Regions from separate parts of the Hordeum vulgare genome. Here region 1 is linked to region 2. Evidence: chromatin contacts called from public Hi-C data. All regions are on one chromosome and are shown on one strand. Each heading gives the region's core, a stretch centred on a gene start, on an enhancer-like site or on the middle of the called end of the contact. The rest is flanking DNA. Distances are from core to core; before and after follow the strand shown. Region 1 holds the start of LOC123403401 (GATA transcription factor 6-like). Region 2 has its middle 100 kb from the start of LOC123406045.

Region 1 (4,164 bases), core at 341-2,840, 360 kb before region 2:
CCAAGAAAAATCCACGAGGAGTACGTTACAACAGACTAATCAACGACACGGCCGAAAAAGATGTACACTAGCCGCCGCGGGGAGGGGCGGCTAGAACGAGGCAACGGCCGGCGCGGCGGCGGCGACCTCGATGACGACGACGCCGACGGGGTCCTTCTTGCGGCGCATCTCCAGCACCTTGCGGTGGGAGTTGGAGTGCAGGTTGCCCACGAAGGTGGGGCTGCACGCCGGCCGGTACTCCGGGAGGAGCCGCCCCGACTTGAACCGCACGCCGCAGGCGTTGCACAGCGTCTTGGCGCCCTCCGGCCCCGCGCGCCACTGGGGCGTCTTCTGGACGCCGCAGTGGCTGCAGCGCCGGTCTCCCTGGACCGGCGGGGAGGCGGCGCCGCCCGACAGCTGTGGCGGGAGATGGCTCCTTGGCTTGCGCCCGCGCTTCTTGGGCTTGTGCTTGGACTTCTTGTTCTTGTTCTTCGTGCGTGGCGCTTCGTCCAGGAGGTTGAAGGTGGGGGAGTCCATTAGGAAAAAGGACGACAGGGAGGCCGACGAGGAGCAGGAGGAGCTGGTGGCGGACGACGACGCCGAGTCGGATATGGACGCGCCGGAGAGCGACCACACGGTGGTGCCGCGCGAGCGCTTGCTACGCTTCTTGGACCTCACCGGCACCAACGCTTCAGTGGAAAGCGCGCATATTGTCGGGGTCCGCATAGGGTCCACGGCCGGCACGGCGCTTTCCTGCGGCCGGCGGTGCTGCGGTGGCCACGCCGCTGGCGCTGGGAGCTGCGGCGGAGGCGGGAGCTCTGCCTGCGAGTCGTCCATGATACGCGACACCCACTCCAGTTCCTCCGCGTCGTGGGCCTACACAGAAAGCACGCAAAAGAAATGAATAACGCTGTAGACCTAAAATAGCGCCGTCTGGCCGGAGAAAGCAAAAAAAAGGGTCAAACGTCTTACCGGCAGGTCCATCTCCGGCGGAAGAAGCGGCATGAGCTCGTAGGAGACCGCCGACGAGCCGTGCGAGTCACTGCACTTTTCCTCCTCCTCGGTGGCCGGAGCCGTCTCGCAGAGAAAGCCGTCTTCCTTGTCCACCTCGCAGAGCTCCTCAAGGTCAAGGAGCTCCTCCACCGAGAAGCCGTCACCCAACAGCCCGGCTCCCCACGCCGTCGGCCCAGCGACCGCGGCGGCCGCCACCTCCTCGACTGCCTCGTACGGCCTGAGGCTACTTCTCAGCGCAGACATCCTCTCCGCCTGAAACCGCACCCACAGAAAGCAGGAGAGCAAGCTCTCGTCAGTTCCCTCTCTTGCTAAACAATAACCGTCTCACTCTCTCTCTCACACACACACGTCTGAGGACAGAGAGGCTATGCATGCTTACCTGCAGGGAGCCGTGGTGGTGCGCGAACGACGACGACATGGCGGAGGCGGCTGCAGAGGAGGAGGAGTGGGAAAGGGTAGGGAGGGAGGCGTTGAGGAGGTGAGGAGCAGAGGAAAAGGCAGCGGCAGGGGCGGAAGAGATGAGTGTCTGGTGGGTCATTGAATGGCTGCCAAAGTCCGTGTCCGCAACAAATGCACTGTTGCGTTATGTTGTTTTCCCCCACCCTTTTTCACCCGCTTTGCTCTCCCTCAATCACGTTGCTCCACTCCATTTCTTTTTCATCGTCAAGAAAAATAATGTTTAATTATGCACAAGTGCTAATAGTCAATAGTCATGTTTTTAGAGCAACGCCAACGTCCCGGTCCAAACGGACGATGTTTTTATTTTTTTTTGTTTATTTGGATCGACCGTCCGCTCGACGTCTGTCCTATTTCAGATTTGGATGGCAGTGCGTCCAACATCCACGACCCATTTTATGTCCGTGCACACATTTGAAAAGTAGATCAAGCCAGTGATCATGTCGTTGTCCAAATTTCATGCCGATAGCATGCCACGGTCGACATATAATGTCAGATTCAGAAAATAGTTCATGTGTGGCGCACGTGCGAGCGGTCGATACATATGTCAGCACACAAAAAGGGACGGGAGTTCGACCAGGCCATCATGGCCGTGGTCATGCCAACACACTTGCTGGCATACAAAAAAGGATGACGCTCGAAGCCATAGATCACTCGTCGTTGAACTTGAGCATGTCGGCCTGCATCTTCTCGAACCACGGTCTCTTCCTTGACGACATGGTGTTGAGATCCACCTTCATGATCTCCATCCCCGTCATCATGCTAACGAGAGCCACTTCTTTCGCCTTGGTCTTGGCATTGACGGCATGATCTCTAGCATCTTGGCATGGTTCTCCGCCTCCATCTCAAGCATCCTGATTTGCTTCTCCGCCTCCATCTCAAGCCCCCCCCCTTGAATCTCCATGAAGGCGTTCATTTTCTCTTCCTTGTCTTGTCGGTGCTTCTCCTACCTTGAATCCCTCTTGGTCATCATGCCCTCCACGGTTGCACTCAAGGAGATTGACGCCGCATCCCACTTGTCGTCCTTCTAGTAGTTGGTCTTTCCCTGCGGCCGTGGCTTCTCACCCTCCCCAACCTCCTCCACGGCTTCCTCCCCCCCCCCCAATACGTTGTGAGGGTGGCATATTGGAGCTTGAACTTCTCCTCATCTTTGATGATCCTTCAACAATGAGAAAGGTTGAAGGACTTGCCTTCATGTTGGACAACGAATGTCTCTAAAGCTTGGAACGCCTACAAATAAATTACACGCAAGTATATTAACAAATAAACATGTAAACAAAGAGGGGGTATGCATACCATGTCTTGTATGTCGATCGTGCACGGGGCGTGCTTGATGCTCTTATAAGTGGCACAAAACTTGTTGCATTCTTGTTGGATCACTTTCCATCGCTTTAAAATGGACACCCGCCCTCGCGTGCTTTGCATTTGGTACGACGTGAACTTCTTGCGTTCGCCAAACTCACGACGGACACAAATTCAAAAGGTTGATGCCTTTTGATCGGCGCCGACCTTGGGGTCTTGCCCAATGTCCCTCCAACATTCACAAAGGAGCTTGTCCTCAACCCTCGTGTATGCCTTCGTTTGTTTGCTCTTTCGCTTGGGCTGCACCTCGGTGACTTGGGTGACGAGCTCGTCCTCGAACAGAGGCTCTCCGTCAATGTCCGCCTCATCCTCTTCCTTGAGGCTATAGTCATCCGGAAACACGTGGTCGGGTGGGAAGCCGTCCAGGTCCAGGCCGACCTGATCTTGCACGAAGGCTAGCTGCATGCGAGCTTGGTCATAGGTCAACGGAGTGAACGGTCCACCACAACCGTCCTAGCTTTGGGTCTCATCAAGATCGTAACCAGAACCATTTGCGACTGCCAGAGCGCCCTCGAAGATGATGCTCTGTATGAAGTGGTTTGCCCTCTCGTTGTTGATGGCTACCGGCATTCCATCAAACAGGTTGCGGGCATCGGAGAACATGTCGGCTGACATCTCCCACGCGTGTTTCCTCGTCCCACCGGATGACGAGACATCGGCTACCGGTCTGGAGTTGAGGTCGATGTGCGCGGGGCAGGGCGCGGGCGTGGATGGCGTCATCACGCTCACCTCCAGCGAGCATTCGCCGGAGAGGCGGGAGGCCTGGGGTAGACGTAGAAGCCGGGGATCGGATGAGTTATTGATGTGTGGGTGACTGTGGTAACGCCATCCGAGGGAAGGCAGACGAGCATGTGCTAGCCGCGGCCACAACGACGCTGACAACCCCATGATGGCCAAGGTTTTACTCTAGGTACAAAAGCGCCTCACTTGTAGCCGCTGCGATACGTGCACTCGTATCCTCCTGCTGCGATGCGGCGGCTATGGCCACGGCAGACGCTGCTTCATCCCTTGCGCCCGCCGCGTGCCTTGGCCATTTCTCTTTGCCGACTCCCAAGCCCGATCCTCGGGCGTCAGCTCCTTCTTCTTCTTGGGCGTGGTGGCGGTCTTTTGGGGGCGCAAGGCTTGCCTTTGCACGAGGGGACGGTCGTTATGCCGGACGAGGCGAGGCCGATGGTGGAATCGAGGTCATTGTCCATGGCGAGTAGACGGGAAGAGCGCGCGGGCGGAAGTGTTTTGGGAACATGGAGGGAAACGGTGGAGGCTTTGCCCTCGACTCGCGGGCCACGGGAGTAGTTGGCGCGCACCGCACGCGTCTGTCTCGTGTCCGCCAACGTGAATCAGGCTAAAAAAATG
Region 2 (4,543 bases), core at 1,271-3,770:
CACAGAGTTTGGTTCGGTTTGGGTCTTGGGGTTAAGCCAAGTGAATTTGCATGTTGATATCACTGCTTCATACAATGGGCATCTTGGTTTCTTCTAGCCAGCATATAGGCATGTACTCGAAGATTCAACCAAGGGCTATAGAAAACAGGGCGAGAAGACGAAGTAGGAGGAAGCCCACATCACCCACCTCCCTTCTCTCTCAGATCGACGCCGCCTCTACCATCTCCTTCATTGTCATCCCTCGCTCTTTAACACACATACCATGTTTGAGTAATATTTCACTTATAGGCCAAAGATATTTAGTGTTTGTTCAATTATCTTATGTGATGTTATGAGTAGATCGACTCTACGTGTCAATCATGACCTGGAATGTTTATTGGGTAGAACACCTAGGGTTGTGTACTCATTATATGATATTGGATTGATGGGTGTAGCGGTGATAGAAATCACCTCTCTCCCATTGCCTGTGGAATCGGGTGAGTAACAAAGACCCCATTATTTTCTTCTCGCATCCATAAGAAAACTCTTAATAACCATCATATACCTAAGGAATGTCAAGTCCAATGGTAGTGGTGTGATGAGTGTGTCAAAGAGGTATCGTGGCATGCCTAGTATAGACTTCGTCCTCGACACTATCTTATTAGTTAATCGATGAGAACTTGTTACCCCACACTAGGAAGCCGTTATTACTCGAGCATCACATAGTTTGATCTATTTAATTCATGCTCTTAGCTTTTGTTACTAGTTTAGTTGACCTATAGTATTCGCGCTCCGATCTACGATGGCAGCAAGTGCGCTATTTTCAAGCTGCGGTTTGGGTGTGAACATGATTAGAAACTACGATGACTCTAGTTGTATTGATAAGGAAAAACTAAACTTCTTTCCTCATGGTTGCTATAATATTTGTAAATACTTCTGGAAACGGTATTACGGTGATATGTGCACTTTCACACATCATGCCTCTCTCTCTCTCTCCCATCTCTCCCACCCTACACCACACACACACACACAATATATATTGAGAATCACACAAAAAGAAATATTTTTTAGGGATACAAAAGAAATAAATACAAATACGTAATATGTCTAGGGCATGGTGTTCTCCTAGCATGGTCCTCATAGAAGAGTTCGTGTGACTTATGTTGGGATGTGGACTAGTCGTGTCATCATTGTGACTATTATTTTTGAAATTTGATATGGACATGTGTTCTACAATAGAACCCTTGGTTTGTACTAAAAGTAATCAAATGACTTCATTACAAAATGACCAGTCAAGACACGGGACATCCAATCATAGCTCACATGAGGGTTCGCAAAAAAAGAAACCCATGTAAGAGCATGGCTATTAATTTCGCCTGCATATGAGTATAAAATACTATTTAAGTAAGCTATAAAATCCTTACTATGCTTGTTTTAACATGTGTAACAATGGCCTTGGGACCTCAATTGGTCCCGCAGAGGGTAATTGGACAGGGCGATTGAAAATGACAAACCAATATGTTGGGACTTTTGAAAAGAAATATTTACATGGGTTGGCCTTGTACCCTAAAGCAAAGTTGTTCATTTAAATGCATGAAGTTCAATTATCCACTCTAATGTATACCCATGATGTATACAATATTTCCTCATTTACTCATATAATCACATGTTTTGTGAGCTTAGTGTATAATTGAAGGAAAGAATCAGTACTACCCTTTATGTTACAAAAAGGCTGGTACTACTACTCTTAGGGAAACCAATATGTTGGAGTCGTTTTTTCCGCTCTTTATTTCTGTTTTTTTTTTTTCCTTTTTTTTGCGTATCTTTGTTTTTTTATCGTCCATAATTGATGAACAATTGAAGAAAACAGTTACATATTTTAATATTCTTGAACAGTTTTATAAATTTGTTACTTTTCTTAATTTTGTGAAAGCAAATTAATTAAAGCATGTTTTATAAAAATCGTAGCTTTTAGAAAAATGTACGGGCATATTCTTAATTTTTTTAACATTTTTTAAAGTATGTTTTCCTATTTTCATGATCTTTTTTAAAATCTGTGAAGTTTTTTTAGTTTTGCACTTTTCATAATTTTGTGAAAACAAATTAATTCAAGCATATTCTCTAAAACTAGTCGATTTATAAAAAGTACAGGCATATTCTTAATTTTTTGAACATTTTTAAAAAATATGTTTTCTTGCTTTCATGATCTTTTTTAAAATCTGTTATTTTTTTCTAGTTTTGCAAACTTTTTGTAATAAGTGAAGTTCTTTCTAATTTAGTATAATTTCTCATTTTCTAAACCAAATATTATGTTTATCTGCTAAATCAAAAATCCAGTTTTATGGAAACTAAAATCCTAATTTCTTTCGGCCGAACTCAATAGTCAATAAATATCTCCGGCCCATTTTAGGTCCCACAGGCGCATGTGTTTGCTCGCTAGTCTGCCGGCCTGCTCGGCAGACCCGAGCATGTTTAATGCGGCCCAAGTTCCACGGATCAAAAGCTGGCAAACTCTATTTAGCGCCACAGGCGCCAGTTACAGGCAAATGTTGCTAGCCGGCACCTGCAGCGCTTCGTAATTGGCCGGCCCATCTAGAGATCCTGTCTGTAGTTTAGTCTGTGATTTTTTTTTCCTAATTGATAACCTTTTTTGAAGTCAGTGAACTTTTTTGAAAATCGATATTAAAAAAAAAATTGGTTAACGTAATTTATAATTCGTGAACATTTTAAAAATCAATGAACTGTTCTTAAAAATTGATGAACTTTTTTGAAAATCGAAGATTTGTTTTCAAATTCTGTGAAATTTTTGAAAATTCACGAACATATTTTAAAAATCAGTGAATTTTTTTCATAATCATTGAACTTTTTTCACAAATCTGACTTTTTAAAATTCTATAAACTTTATTTTAAGTGTTTAATGATTAACACATTCTACATGGGCCGGCCCACGAGGAGAAGTGCGCACGCGCTAGTTCCCTTCACCGGCGCTGAAGGCGCCACATAGGACGTCCCTCAAAAAGTAGGAAAAGCACTAGAATCAACCGGGTGATTTTAAACTCATGTAAGCCTCCTCTCCCACGCGACACCTCGCATGGTCCATCCGTCGCTTTTCCACCCAACCTTATCTCCTTCCTCTGCTCACATTTCTTCCCCGTCTTTTTCCTTTCTCTTATCCCCAAGCACCGCAAGCCATGGCAGCAGCCACCGCACTGAGATGTGCTCCTGTCGCCACCATCACCGTGTTGCGTCGCCCCATCTGCTGCCACCGCCGCCGTGTCTGGAATCGCCGCCGGGTGCTTCACCACACCAAGATCCCTTGGCACCCCACGCCGTCGTGCTGCGTCGCAGCAATTCGACACTGTCGTCGCGTGCTTCGCCGCAGCACCCCGCCGCGATGCAATGAAGCATCATGCGTCGGTGGCCGTGCTGCAGGGAAGCTTCATCGGCGGCTCGGGTGCTGCGATGGAGCTTCGATGAGGCGGTTAGTGCAACGATGGAGCACCGCCGCGCGACGATGGCTCTGCAGTGAAGCTTCATTGGAGGTTGTCGGGATCAAAGTTGTCAGAATCGCGATTCTGAATCGGATCGGAGCTCTGTTGCTAGGGTCACGAATCATATAATCCTAACTATCAGGATCGTAGAAACTTAGATTCTATAAGCAAAATCGTAGAATCGTAGTGGGTAGTTTGGATCATAAGATCGTAAGATTTTGAAGACTTGAGTCACGATTCTGACAACTTTAGTCGGGGTGCTGCAATAGAACCCGTCACGCCGGTTGCACACTGCAGTGAAGCATCGCCAGCGGTCGTCGGCTGCTGCGATGGAACCTACCGCGTCGGCTACGCGCTACAGTGAAACATCGTCGGAGTCGCAATGAAGCGTCGCCCGAGCTGGTGAAGCTTCGACGGGTTTGCAATGAAGCATCGTGAACGCTGGAATGGAGCGTCGGCGGGCCGATCGAAGTTGTGCAGCGCTCCATGGAGTCGTTATATGATGATGTCATGAGAGTGTTTGATCGTATGGCTGAAAGTGTCTGATCATACGGCTGTCAACCCGGTTGATTTCGTAAGCCGGTTGATTTGTAGCAGCGCCTCAAAAACTATGCACAGAAACTATGCACAGGCAGGCTAAGAATTCGGTGTGCAACATGGGTCTAATAATGCTGATACGCTGTACATATTTTTCTCTGCCGAGTACAGACTGCACCCTTTTCCCTAAAAAAGAGAGAGTACATACCGTATCGTGTTGCATACTCTCTCAGGGATTTCCTCGTGTGTCATACCTGTACTCTCCTCGTGTGTCACAAAAGGAATTTCCCTCCACAAAGCCATTTCAAGCCCTTCCCATGATCTGGAAAACAATGCTGCGATCAACACATAATCTAACTTTCACGGCTGATAGATCCCACCTGTGACAAACCGCCCACCTGCTCCCCAACGGGAACAAGTATATTTGTTCGGCTGATTATTTTTTTGGCACGTCCATGATGCTTTGCATCCAGGGTTACCGACAAGACGTGAGCCTAGCGGCCTAGGTCGCCTCACCGCTAATTAACTGAACCGCG

Evidence for each region. Hi-C and Micro-C count contacts between places; a contact is called where the count stands out from the background.
Region 1: a contact with region 2 is called in a Hi-C map of leaf, with 3 times the contacts expected there. The contact joins the promoter of LOC123403401 here to the enhancer-like site in region 2. A contact is called at or near these places in 1 of 6 Hi-C or Micro-C datasets (leaf) and 1 of 1 datasets of contacts at active chromatin or transcription factors (embryo).

Annotation. Positions count from the first base shown.
Region 1 is chr6H:399,407,620-399,411,783 of MorexV3_pseudomolecules_assembly, reverse strand. It overlaps LOC123403401 (GATA transcription factor 6-like), which reads right to left and starts at 1,590. Exons shown (of 3, transcript XM_045097336.1): 1 at 1,373-1,590; 2 at 952-1,245; 3 at 1-855. The coding sequence starts at 1,531. The coding sequence ends at 91.
Region 2 is chr6H:399,044,213-399,048,755 of MorexV3_pseudomolecules_assembly, reverse strand. No RefSeq gene overlaps it. Among protein-coding and RNA genes, the nearest start is that of LOC123406045, 100 kb to the right of the region's middle. Within about 2 kb of position 2,520, at least 3 of the 3 cell types and tissues checked have open chromatin away from gene starts, as enhancers often do. A contact at or near this core is called in leaf, where this site is marked.